Regions from separate parts of the Mus musculus genome. Here region 2 is linked to region 1. Evidence: chromatin contacts called from public Hi-C data. All regions are on one chromosome and are shown on one strand. Each heading gives the region's core, a stretch centred on a gene start, on an enhancer-like site or on the middle of the called end of the contact. The rest is flanking DNA. Distances are from core to core; before and after follow the strand shown. Region 1 overlaps Mirt1 (myocardial infarction associated transcript 1). Region 2 overlaps Rbm20 (RNA binding motif protein 20).

Region 1 (6,317 bases), core at 1,725-4,224:
CTCTGTCTTGCCTGATATCCCCACTGGTGTGTCTCTCACAGTGCGGTGTAGTATGAGGACACTCAGTGTGAAGAATGTAAGCCACAGGGAGCCAGCTAAGGAACATAGAATCCTTGAGTTCACTCTGACTCAACACTGGGGTTTTGGGCCTTGTAGGATACTTAGCAGTATCCCTGATCTCCACCAGTGTGATACCAACAGCAGCCTGCCAACCTGCTGGACAACCAAAACTGTCCCCATACATTGCTCTGGGACAAATTACCTGGCTGTGCCAACAGTGTGCATGGCAGAAGTCTGTGTACAGAGAGCATCAGAGAGCAGACACTGATGTTTGGGATGCCCACGGGACCTTGTCTGGAGATGGAGGTGGGGATGTGTGTGGTACCTTTCCCACACTCTCCACGGAAGCTCTTTGTCATTCCTCTTTAGAAGGTGTCAGGAAAAGGGGGGCTGCTGTGGTCAGAACCCTTGCTATTTTATTATTAGCTATTACGAAGCACCGAAAGCCCCGAACTTGGCTGAAGTGCCCTCTTGAGACAAGTTATGGGATGTGGGATGACTGTCTGTTTTCAGCGTCCAGCACGCAGGGATTGGGGCAAGCCCATCAGCCTAAGATGGCGAAAACTATGGTGCCAGCACCCATTACATCAATTTGTGAGAAAACTACGCAATAAATGGCATCTCTTACTGTTCCTGAAATATTACTCAGCTGATTTTGCGTTTGTAAACAGAGGTTGAAAATACATAATCATTATTTTGAAAGCTTAAGAAAAATGCGCAAGTGCTAAGATGAACGGTCGCAGAAAAAAGGCTGTAGTAGAAATGTGCTTGGAAATCAGACGGAGCTGAACTGAGCCCTGCTGAACTAGAAGTAGCTCTTCCCTAAGGGCTCAGGGTCCTTGCCCGGTGTGGATGAGGAGGGCTGTGGATGATTGGGCTTCTCTAGGGGCTCATGAAGCCTGGTTGCTGGCACAATCTTGTTTAATGAATGATCAACGTTAATGTTTTATGCTTCAGTCAGCTGGATCTAGTCATAATTATTTTTAGAATTAAAAAAAAAAAAATCTCACGAAACAACATAAAGGTGGCGGGCGAACAGAGAGCTGCTCTTTAGACCTGGCTCCGGAGGCTGACATAGGGGCACTCTCTGCTTTCCCTACAGTGAACTTCCTGCCTTTGAACCCACTCACCACACTCCCTTTACGGATCTCAGGGAAACCCCAGAGCCACGGTGCAACCCCTCCTCACCCACATAGGCCCGCTCCCTGGCCCAGGTACGCGTTGGCTTCTTACTGGGACTTGAAGCAGCACACGTGGGCTCTGGTTCTCACCCACCACTCTCATCAGGCGGGGCTTCCCCAGAACAAAGGGTGCCATCTGCTCAAGGACAAACCCAGACTTCATTTCTGTTGGTATCTTCTTTCACCATCTTTCCTTCCTTAGGCTGTATTTTAAATATTCTCAGTCATCCTATCAGACGGAATGTGTTTCACTAAAATGTCAACTTTGTACAGTAAATGGGTGACCCGTGGAGGAAAAAGGCCACCTACAGGACGCATGAACAGGTTTGCAAATTGTAGACCTGATAAAGGACCAATATCCGGGATATACAAAGCACTCCTACAAACCGCTGCCACAGCCATCAACAGTGACAGAAACCGGGGAGGGGGGGGAGGCGATTCAGCCAAGCAAACACTTGTTTTTCTTCTACAAGTCATAAAATGGTCAATAGCCATGCCTCAATGCAGGAGTCCCAGGAGAAATGCAAATCAAACCCACACCGGGCAGTGGTGGCGCAAGCCTTTAATCCCAGCACTTGGGAGGCAGAGGCAGGCGGATTTCTGAGTTCAAGGCCAGCCTGGTCTACAGAGTGAGTTCCAGGATAGCCAGGGCTGTACAGAGAAACCCTGTCTCGAAAAACAACAACAAAATACAAAACAAAACAAAACAAAACAGAAACTACTTCCCACCTATCAGAGCAGCTACCATGTAAAAACCATTACTAGTGCTAGTAGGATGCCCTGGACACTGTTGGTGGGAAACAAACATGACTAACTCTGTAGAATACACTCTTTAAAGAAATGAAGGAAGGGAAAGGAAAGGGGAAGAGGAAAAGGAAGAAATAGAATTATTGTATGGCCCAGTAATTCTGTTTCCAGGTAAGAACGCAAAAGAGTATTTTAAAGGTCATGGAGGCTGACAAGATGGAGGAAGGGCAGGTTTAGCTGTACCTTCTGGGTCACCTGGCAGCCATTGGTAGCTGTGTGGAAGGTGGTGGTCATGTACTTGGAGGGCAACAATATTTTTGGCACTCATCCTTCTGGAGCTGTATTCGCCTTGGCTGGAAAACAACCATTCCTACTTTCCACAACCCCGACAAAGACGAGAGAGGAAGCCTGAGACCTGGAGGGAGGGTAAAGGCACAGAAGGTCTCCTTAGGTAACATGCCAGAATGTTCCAGAATACAGACTTTTGTGCTCAGACTCCACTTCATAGCAAAGTCCCCTTAACCCCACCATGGGCCTGCCTCCACACAGAGGTAAGTTGGAAACATGGGTGCTTAGAAAGGCCTTAGAAGAAAACACAAAGACGCTGTCCAAAGCTGAGTGCCCAAGGCCGGGTGTCCAAGCCTGGGTGCCCAAGGCTGTGTGTCCAAGGCTGGGTGCCCAAGGCCAGGTGTCCAAGCCTGGGTGCCCAAGCCTGTGTGTCCAAGGCTGGGTGCCCAAGCCTGTGTGTCCAAGGCTGGGTGCCCAAGGCCAGGTGTCCAAGCCTGGGTGTCTAAGCCTATGTGTTCAAGGCTGGGTTGGACAGCCTGGGTGTCCAAGGCTGGGTGTCCAAGACCAGGTGTCCAAGCCCGTGTGTCCAAGGCTGGGTGCCCAATCACCCAGGCACTTGCCAGGCACCATCGTAGGCGCACCGGGCCCAAGAGGAGAGGATGTGGGTTTGAATAAGACCCAGACTTGGCCCACGTTTGTCGAAAGTGTAACTGTGAACTCAGACATCTAAAGATGGATCACAGAACAGTGACGCAGTTAGTGTATGTGTGCCGAAAACTGAACAGAAGCAAAAACAAAGAGGACAAAACAAGAAACCCCTGAACTTAGAAGTGGCTGGAATTCAAATATGCATTTCCCCCGGAGGTGTAGGTGTGTATGTGAAGTCTGTATGCAAAAAGAGGCAGACACCGTTACTCTGCAGGGAGATGCAAATCCAAACCACAGTGAGATGCCACCTCACACCCAGCCTACCTCGCTAAGGGAAAGGACAGATCCTGACAAGTGTTCAAAGAGGTGAGACATTGGAATTCTCACAGCTGGCAGACATAACAAAGCAGCTCTGTTAAACAGTTACTTTTCTCAAAGTTTAAAAAATAGGAAATGAAAGTTACATATGAGCCAGGGTTCTGAAAGAAACAATGTCTAAGACTTTAAATTCAGAATTCTTTGTTCTTTCTTGACAAGAAAAAAAAAAGAAATAAAATTGCTCGTCAATTTATACACTAAATACATGCAAACTGCATTGGACTGATTTTATTATTATATTTCTACTTTATTTAAATATATGCTGAGAACAAAAAAAAAAAAAACAGAAGAACTGTAAAATCAATAGATTTACTTTTTACCATGAGGATTTTTCCCTCTTTAATATTTTATTTAATCAATGTTCTCAACCTGTGGTTATGACCCCGCAGGGAATCTTCTCAGAGGGGTCACCTAAGACTATTGTAAAATATAGATGTTTACATTGCTGTTCGTAACAGGAGCAAAAATACAGTTATGATGTAGCAACAAAAGTAACTATGGTTGGGGGTCAGCACAGCGTGAAGAAGTATATTAAAGGGTTAGGAAGGTTGAGAACGGCTGATTTAAATGTTTCATTTCAAGGGCTGGGGTACAGCTGTGGGGCAAAGTGTGCCTGCTGCAAAACCATAATTTGTATTTCTGACTCCATAACCTGAATTTGTATTCTGAGCACCCACAAAAAGCTAAGAGCAGCTGCTGGTAAGCCCAGCACTGTTGGGGGGGGGGAAAGGGGCGCACAGCGGGTGGCGCTCAGAAAGACAGCTGTAAGGGAACCAGCCTTTGAGCCCGACTGCTAACATCTCAGGAGTTTGGCTGGGCCTCCTTGCCAAAGATCCTCACTTCTGGGTTAAAGGAGACAGAGAGGGTCACTTGACCCTCACCTGAGTACCCATCCCCCAACCCCAACCAACTATACACAGTTCTTCCCCAATTTCGTGTGCTCTTGAGAAGGCTAGAGGATCTAAGTGGGGGAGGATGAGAGATAGGCTCCATCTCTGTGGACAGAGCAATGGGGGAGGGGCGTCCCTGCTGTGTGCAGACTTTGTAGGGTAGCTGCTTTAAAGTTGCCCTTGTTTCTCCCTCTAATCTCTCACCCATGTTCAATAAGACACACACACACACACACACACACACACACACACACACTGCAAAAGGAGCTACAAGCTAGACTCAAAAGACCGTACTTTGCGCTATTCCATCTATATAAAATGCCCAGAATGGGTAAATCCTCGGGACGCTTAGTGGTGGCTGGTGTCTATGGGTGAAGGAGAAATTGGTGACTGGAGTCCTGGGCTTATTTAGGGGACGAGAAACCTACTGATAGAGAGAATAGCTGTGCAATTTTCTGAACGTGCTAAAGAGCAATGGGCTGCAACTAAAAGGAACAAATGTTATCTTCTATGAATTGTTTCTTAGTGCAAAGAAAACAGATACAAATAACCGTGAGGTGTGAGGGGAGCAGAGGTGTCTTAGCAAGGGTTTCTATTGCTGTGATAACGCCAGGACTAAAAGCAACATGGGAAGAAAGGGTTTGTTTTATTTTACCTGTCCTAATCACAGTCCAGCGTGAAGGGAAGTCAGGGCGAGAACTCAAGGCAGGAGCTGATGCAGAGGTCGTGGAGAATGCTGCCTACTGGCTTGCTCAGCCTAAGACTACCAACAAAAAAGTTGGCACTACCCACAGGGACGCAGGCAATCTAGTGGGAACATTCTCTTAGCTGAGATTCCCTCTTCCAACATGACTCTAGCTTATACCGTGTTGACATATGAGCAGCATATGGTTCCTGGGCTCTCATGGCGCTGCAGATATTTCCTAAAGAGAGGGAACCACTTGAGCCTGCTTGTCAGGGGCCACCAGGAGCCATCGGATGAAGTGGGGAGAGGACAGTGTGAAAAGCGGCAGATGAAGGTGGGAAGTGATGTCATTCTGACTATTACAAGTTCTCCGTGTGTGTGTGTGTGTGTGTGTGTGTGTGTGTGTGTGTGTGTGTGTGTGTACACATGCTTTGTTTTGTTTTTGTTTTTGTTTTTTAAGACAGAGTCTTACTCTATAGCCAGCCTCTCACGGAGCTCACTGTGTATCCCAGGCTGACCTCAATCTTCTGGCAATCCTCCTGCCTCAGCTTTCTAAATACTGGGATTATAGGCATGGATCACATCCAGTCCGACTTTTTTGTTTTGTTTTGTTTTTGTTTTGTCAGGATTTCTCTCTGTAACACAAGGTGTCTTATTATTGTTCTCTCTTCCTTTCTTTCTTCCTTCCTTCCTCCCTTTTTCCTCCCCTCCCCTCACCTCCCCTCCCCTCTCCTCCCTCCCCTGCTCTCTTCTCTTTATTTTCTTCTTGCAGTCTGGGAATGGAACCTAGGGCCCTGCACATCCTCCTTTTACTTCTTGAGTGTTGTGGATTGCAGGCATGGACCACACCCTGCATTCAAGAAGGGTTTGGCTTTCTATCCAGCAAAGCTTACCCCTAACTCTTAACCCCAAGCCTCTAGAATAGAAATGTCAGCCCATTTTCAGTCAGAGGTAGTGAGAGGCTCCAAGGCAGTACACTGAGCCAAGACTGAGCTTAACCTCCAGGCTCTGCCCAGGTATACAGGGGTGTCCCCGTCGCTGTCTGGTTTTTTGTTTGTTTGTTTGTTTGTTTGTTTGTATTTGTTGTTTGTTTGCTTTTCTGCCTCTGGAGCTGGATTCTCTCAAAGCCAGGAACCCAGTACTGCTGATGATAATGAAGATGTAGGGATGACTCCTCCTAGGGTCTCCATGACTGTACACACCCTGCAGGAAGTGGGGCCGGGCAGCAACTGCTGGGGACCTTCCCATATCCTGCCAGAGGAACTTTCTGGTCTCAGAGTAGGTAATGCAGGGAGAACCGTTCCCTGTGCCCCTAACCCCCTGAGGTTTGTGTTCATCCTACTAAATACGTTTATCTGCTCTACAGATCCCTAAAGTGTCCTTCATCTTTGACCAACCAAAGACCCAGCAAGACTCTCAGAGTACTCCTACTCTGAAAGG
Region 2 (6,317 bases), core at 2,048-4,547, 370 kb before region 1:
GGTAGTAAGTGCCAGTCAACTTTCACAGAATCTTAGGAGAAATGGGAGGAGCCGGTCTGCCACATCGCTCTGTGGCCTTGTCCGTTGACTGTATTGTGTTTCTGGGCAAACAGAGACTGGACTGTCTATAAATGAGACAGGCTTTCCTGGTGAATCTGCTATAAGCGGTTTCCACAGTCGAGGCTTTTGGCTAAGCCATATTTTCTGTGTCTTAAGGTTCCCCTTGCGGGGAGTGGGTGTAACCAAGAAATGTGTTCGGGATGCTGGTGAAATGGAATCCCAGGGCACCTGAACGCGCCAGTGAAATCTGAAGTCTGGACTGATGGACCAGCCAGGCTGCACAGCCAATCTCCTTATAAAGCAGGCGCTGGGAGGGAATGCACAGCTGGGACACATCTGTCTCCACTGTCCCAGGCCCTGTGCGATAAAAACTCAGAGCTGATAAGCTGAGTGGGGGCGGGGAGGGCCACAGCAGGCAGAGAGGGTTGGAGAGGGTTGGGGTGAGAGAGAGACAAACAAGGGTGTGGGCACACCGCACCTCCCTCCCTGGAGCTCCTTTAAGGGAAGGGGGCTCATGCTTGGAGAAGGTAACTGGGTAGGACCATCTCCTCCAGTAAGGCTCCTGGGACCAGTGTGAGCTTTTTGGAACTTCAAAAGTCACACAGGTCAAGGGCCACGCAGGATAGGTCATTTTCATCTCAACTTTGTAGAGCAGGAACCTAGAGCTCTAACACTCACTGCCATTAAGTAAAGTGGATGAGCCTATAAGACTCGAACCCCAACCTGGCAGGTACAGTAGGAGCCTCGCAGCCCTCCTCCTCCCTCCGGCACATATCCTCCTGGGCTGCTGGCTTGTTTGGTTTGAAGTGAGATCCCAGAACATGAGGCACACCCACGCTCAAGAACAAGAACAAAACACACTGCCAAGTCAGATTTAAAAAAAACCAAGCCTTTGTTCTTTCCCTCTTGTGTGAGGAATCAAAAACTTTCTACAAGTTCCTGAAGAGAGATACCCAGGCAGCATGCAAGCTGCACTCTGAGGCGCGCCTGCTGCCTTTTAAGATATGGGGAAGGAGGAGGGATGGCCTTGTGCACTCTGGGGAGTTGCGCTGGGGGCATCTCAGCTTCATGAGCCCTTGTGTGGTATGGCACCATCATGGCTGTAACAGAGTGGGGAGGGGCTAACAAGAAAGGAGGGAGGGTCCCGACTGATGAATGATTATGCCTTGTGTACTGTCAGGTAGCAAAGCTTTAGAAGGCAAACCCAACAGGGCAGCTCCACCCCCAGGCTTGGCCACTACACAGATTGTCCTTACTGACAAGGTGTTAAGGAGGTGCCAATGTGTTTCTTATGACCAAAGGAGCACAAAGTTGGTTTTGTTTTCCCCAGAGAAGGCAGCTGTGTTTTTTAACCTTTGGTTCTGGGCTGGAGCAAGTCCTTGCTAGAGGTTTTCCTCCTGGGTGTTGAAAGGTTATCTAAAGAAGAGCCATCTCCCCAACAAGGAAAAGCAGCCATGCAGTGTGGCAGCGAGTCAGATGTGGATACGACTATAGAACCTCGCTGTTCATACCCAGCCCGTAACTAGACCCGAACCTCATTGTTCAGACCAGGCACACACGAAGATCAGAACCTCACCATTCAGACCTGGCACAACCAGACCCAGGAGCGGGTCCCCTTCTGTTTCTGCTTTAATCTTACAAATTCTTACTGTCCCCAGCTTTATTCAAACTTGCACAGAAGTGATTTCACACAAATCATCCACACAGAATATATCCCTTTTAAACCAAAATCTTAGGTGAGAAAAAAAAAGACTAACTGTTCTATCTAAGAAAATAAAAGTCGTAAAATACTTAGCCTGCAAGAGTTAATAACTTAGCCAGGCTTGGTGGTGATACACGCCTGTGATCCCAGAGCTGGAAAGATAGAGACAGGGGGATCAGATGACTCAAGGCTAGTGTTGAGTTTGAAGATAGACTGGGTATGATAAGACTTCTGTCTCAAAAGACAAAAGAAAAAAAAAGGAAGGAAACGAAGGAGAATGAGAGGGAGGGGGAGGAGGGAGGGAGGGGACAAGGGAGGGAGGGAGGGGACAAGGGAGGGGAGAAGGGAGGGAGGAAGGAGGCCACACAGTATTCTAGGAGCGTCTATTTCAAGGTTTACTGCTGTTTTAAGAGAGTCCCCAGAACACGAGGCACACCCACACTCCAATCCAAATACAAACACGTTCCACAGCCAAATGAAGATGACAATGTTAGGCTTTCTCATTTATGTAAAGACTCAAGCACACACACACCCCCTCCCCAAAGAAAGCGGTGTGTCTTGGAGAATCTTGCATTTCCCAGCAGCTTGGTGGCTGTGGCAACCGCCAGGAGCTAAGCAATGAAGACCTTAAATGGCTGTGGCTTCTCAGAGCCCGGCGGCGGCTGGGAGACGAATGCGCTTTATGTGAGTACAGTGCCTGAGTACTTCAAGATGGGGCTTCTAAGTCTACAGCCTCCCAGTGCCGTTGCACACCTGGGTATAGTCACTCACCGCCCAACCTCAGCGTGGGAGATTCAGTATGCTTCTCCCCAAGTCTAGGTTTAGTAACTGAATGGATAGAGGCTGGAGAGATGGTTCAGCACTAAGGAGCACTGGCTGTTCTTCCAGAGGACCAGCTCCCAGGTTCCCACATGGCAGCTACCAACTAACTGTAACTCCAGTTCCGGGGGGTGGGTGGGGGGGAGTTCAAGGCCACCTTCTGGCCTCCGTGAGTGCAGCACACATAGTGTACAGACATGCATGCACCTGTAAGTGTCCCCGTACGTGGTAAAGAGGACTTTACAGCAGTGATTCAATTAAGGATCTTGAGCTAAGAGAAGATCACCTTGACATTGCCGAGGTGAGCTCTGTGTGACCACAAGAACGATGAGGGGGAAAGTCAGAGAGATGGAAACACTCATCACAGAAAGGGAAGATGATGCGCTGATGTCTGTGCAAGTGGAGGAAGAGACTATGAGCCAAGACAGTACAGGAAGCCTCTAGAAATTCAAAACAGAAAGGGAAAGAATGTTCCTGAAGAGCCAGGGCAGAGGCAGAGGCATTCTTCCTAACAGTTCCACTACAGACCTACTGAGAGGGATCTTAGAATCTCACTCATCTATGATGCTACACACTATCAGATTTGTGGTGATTTGTTACAGTGGTAACAGGAAATGAATACAGTTTCCCCAAGACATCGATACTGAGGGTGAGTCTGTTTAGAGAGCTGAGGTGGGCCTGCATGTTGTGGGCAGGAAGTGATCTTGCTAGAAGTCTGGGTAGCACAGACACCCAAGAGCCTGGGAAGCTAAGGTTATATACGCCACAAAACAAGGTCACCAGAGGACTCTGCAAAGCCAGCTAGTTTTTTTCACTCACAGCAGTGGCAAACAGAAAAAACATAGAATTGCACGCTTTTAGGGTCCATTCAATCCCTTATTACAACACTGAAAAGTTAACTTGTCCTACGGCACACAGGTGGCTGCTGATGAAACCTCATGGAAACTTCTGGTCACCTCAGCTTCCCAGGCCTGGGAGGATTACCTATCCACCTCACCACCTCAGCTTCCCAGGCCTGGGAGGATTACCTATCCACCTCACCACCTCAGCTTCCCAGGCCTGGGAGGATTACCTATCCACCTCAGCTTCCCAGGCCTGGGAGGATTACCTATCCACCTCACCACCTCAGCTTCCCAGGCCTGGGAGGATTACCTATCCACCTCATCACCTCAGCTTCCCAGGCCTGGGAGGATTACCTATCCACCTCAGCTTCCCAGGCCTGGGAGGATTACCTATCCACCTCACCACCTCAGCTTCCCAGGCCTGGGAGGATTACCTATCCACCTCAGCTTCCCAGGCCTGGGATGATTACCTATCCACCTCATCACCTCAGCTTCCCAGGCCTGGGAGGATTACCTATCCACCTCAGCTTGAAAGGTTATGTTCACGCACACTGAGTTCACTGAGTACATTCCACATGCAACACTTGCAAGCCTCCCACCAAGAACCGGGGAAATTGAAGGATGTCCTTCCTTCCTGTCTGTCAATCCGTCCATCTGTCTTTGCGACAGTGTCTCTGTGCATTGTTCTGGCTGTCCTGATTCTCCAGAGGCAATGACCTCAAGAACGTCCCTGTCTAGAAAGCGCGTGGCTCAGGATTCAGTCCACATCTTCTTGCCTATACCAGGAACAGCTGCACTGTTTGCAGCCATCCCCAGCAGATTCGAGGCTGGGCAGTAGGGAAAACAACACAGTAGCGCACATGCTTTGGACCGGGAGTGGCAATGTCTGTCAGACGCCCTCCCCTGAGCCTGATCCCCTCACAGATGCAGCAGCTGACTGCACAGGCTCTGATTTACCAAGAAGCTTGGGAGGGCTCCAGTGCCCCCAGGCTGAGGTTATGTCTCTGAGCCATTAATTGCTACAAAGAATTTGCAGTGTATAATTAGCTTTAAAACTCTAGTAGTGTGCTTAGAGAAAAAAATTAAACCAGTGTTTCCCTGAAGAGTTTTCAAACTAAAGTATTAGAGAAAGACAAACTAATAACCCTTATTTTGTTGGGATGTAGAGATGTGGAAGAAAACCTGCCTTGAGAAAGGATGTGCAACCTATTGTTCCCGTCAGGAGAGTGTGCCTGTTGTCCCAACTAATTGTCCCAAGATGCGATGATACAGTAGCCTTTGGCCAGAAGAAATGGGTTGCATCTGGCCATCGAGACACATGCCCATAATTCTACTACCAAGAAGGTAGGTAGAAGGAGGTCATTAAAAGTTTGAGGCCAGCCTGATCTACATAGATTTTCTAGGTTAACCAGGGCTATAAACAGAGACCTGCAAGGGAGGCAAGGATTGGGATGATAAAAATCTTCATCCTGCTCTAAAAGTAAGACGTTAACGACACACACAGGACCCTGCTCTGTCTGACACAGTCTTTCAAAGGACCAGATATTCCTTCAGAACTTTAATCTTTTAGCCTGTGTCGACTGGCATCTGGTGTGAGCTATGCAAAGCTTCCAGATGTGGATACATAAAAGTGGAGAAAGATAAAGAAGAAATCAAAAGGGGGGGGGGGGGAACATGGGGAAAGAGACTTCCCTGAGATCACAGGAAGGGTGTGGTGTGCTCTGACTGAGGAAGCTCACGCAGGACAGATTCACACTGCCCTTTGCAAGAAATTTAACCAATGAAAGAAAAGAACAACCCAAGGGCTTCCCCTCAAGTCTGAACAAAGGCTTACAAGGTCCTGGGTTTGACCCAGTGACAGGTGTGGAGACACATCCGCAGTGTGTGACTGATAGAGGGAGGGTCACCTGTGGTCAGGGACCCAGGTTGCCATCTACCTGTTAAGAGATTAGGGGACTGTTGCTTAACATTTCCACCTTTGGGATTGATTTTTTTTTTTTTTTTTTTTTATCGGTGACAGAAGTCACTGTGTCCAGGCAATATCTCAGGCTGGGGTGGTCACAGCATCACATTGCCTTGGTCCCAGTGATTGCAGGGACACTCAATGATATTTTGTTGATGATGTCAGGACAGAGATTCACTGTCATGCCCGGCTGCTAAGCTAGCTGTTAAGCCATCACCCAAAGAGAGGCTGATTAAGAATAAAGCCAGCCCAGAGGGCAGTGACTTCGAGATGGGGCAAAGGCAGCAATGGAAGATTCCAGGGGCTCCCTGAGCCCACTGTGCCTGGCTGTATACTCCGGAGTCTCCCATCATAGTTCCTTAATTTGTTTAATAAAAATAAGAATGTTGGTCTGGAGAAATGGTTCAGCGGTTAAGAGTGCTTTCTGCTTTTGCAAAAGACTGCAGTTCAGTTCCCAGCACTCAAGCAGGCAGCTCAAGATTCCAGTGACAGAAGACTAGAAGATCTGGTCTCTGTGCACACACACACACACACACACACACACACACACACACACACCATACACGCACATAAATAAAAACAAAACCATAAAACCAAAAACCATTCATGTTACAAACTGGCTGTGGTGACATCCTGTTATCCCAAAGTTCGGGTGACTAAGACAAGTGAGTCAGAACTCACCTTGGGCTCCACAGCAAGACCCTACCTCAACAACACCTCTAAAAGACCACAGTCTGTTTAAATGATCTGCATTTAACTCTCTCTGCTCTTCTCCAAGGCCCACACTGACCAGGGTTCTCTGGATCCCACCAGTATCTTCTGTGGAAAGGCGAGAGCCAGGAAATTGTTGCAGGGGGACCCTGGGCATAACCTTGGTATGAGCATCCACCAGTCAAAGACTTTGTTTCTAGAAGGTTCTGAAAACAGAATA

What was found. Hi-C and Micro-C count contacts between places; a contact is called where the count stands out from the background.
Region 2: a Hi-C map of CD8 T cells shows a contact between it and region 1, with 2.2 times the contacts expected there. The contact joins two enhancer-like sites. A contact is called at or near these places in 1 of 484 Hi-C or Micro-C datasets (CD8 T cells) and 1 of 115 datasets of contacts at active chromatin or transcription factors (pancreatic cancer cells).

What each region holds. Positions count from the first base shown.
Region 1 is chr19:53,438,393-53,444,709 of GRCm38.p6, reverse strand. Mirt1 (myocardial infarction associated transcript 1) reads left to right here. Exons shown (of 10, transcript NR_028427.1): 10 at 1,163-3,498. Among named protein-coding and RNA genes, the nearest start is that of 4833407H14Rik, 19 kb to the left of the region's middle. Within about 2 kb of position 2,974, at least 66 of the 459 cell types and tissues checked have an H3K27ac peak or open chromatin away from gene starts, as enhancers often do. A contact at or near this core is called in CD8 T cells, where this site is marked.
Region 2 is chr19:53,804,336-53,810,652 of GRCm38.p6, reverse strand. All of the region lies in intron 1 of Rbm20 (RNA binding motif protein 20), which reads right to left. Among named protein-coding and RNA genes, the nearest start is that of Gm16299, 18 kb to the left of the region's middle. Within about 2 kb of position 3,297, at least 98 of the 459 cell types and tissues checked have an H3K27ac peak or open chromatin away from gene starts, as enhancers often do. A contact at or near this core is called in CD8 T cells, where this site is marked.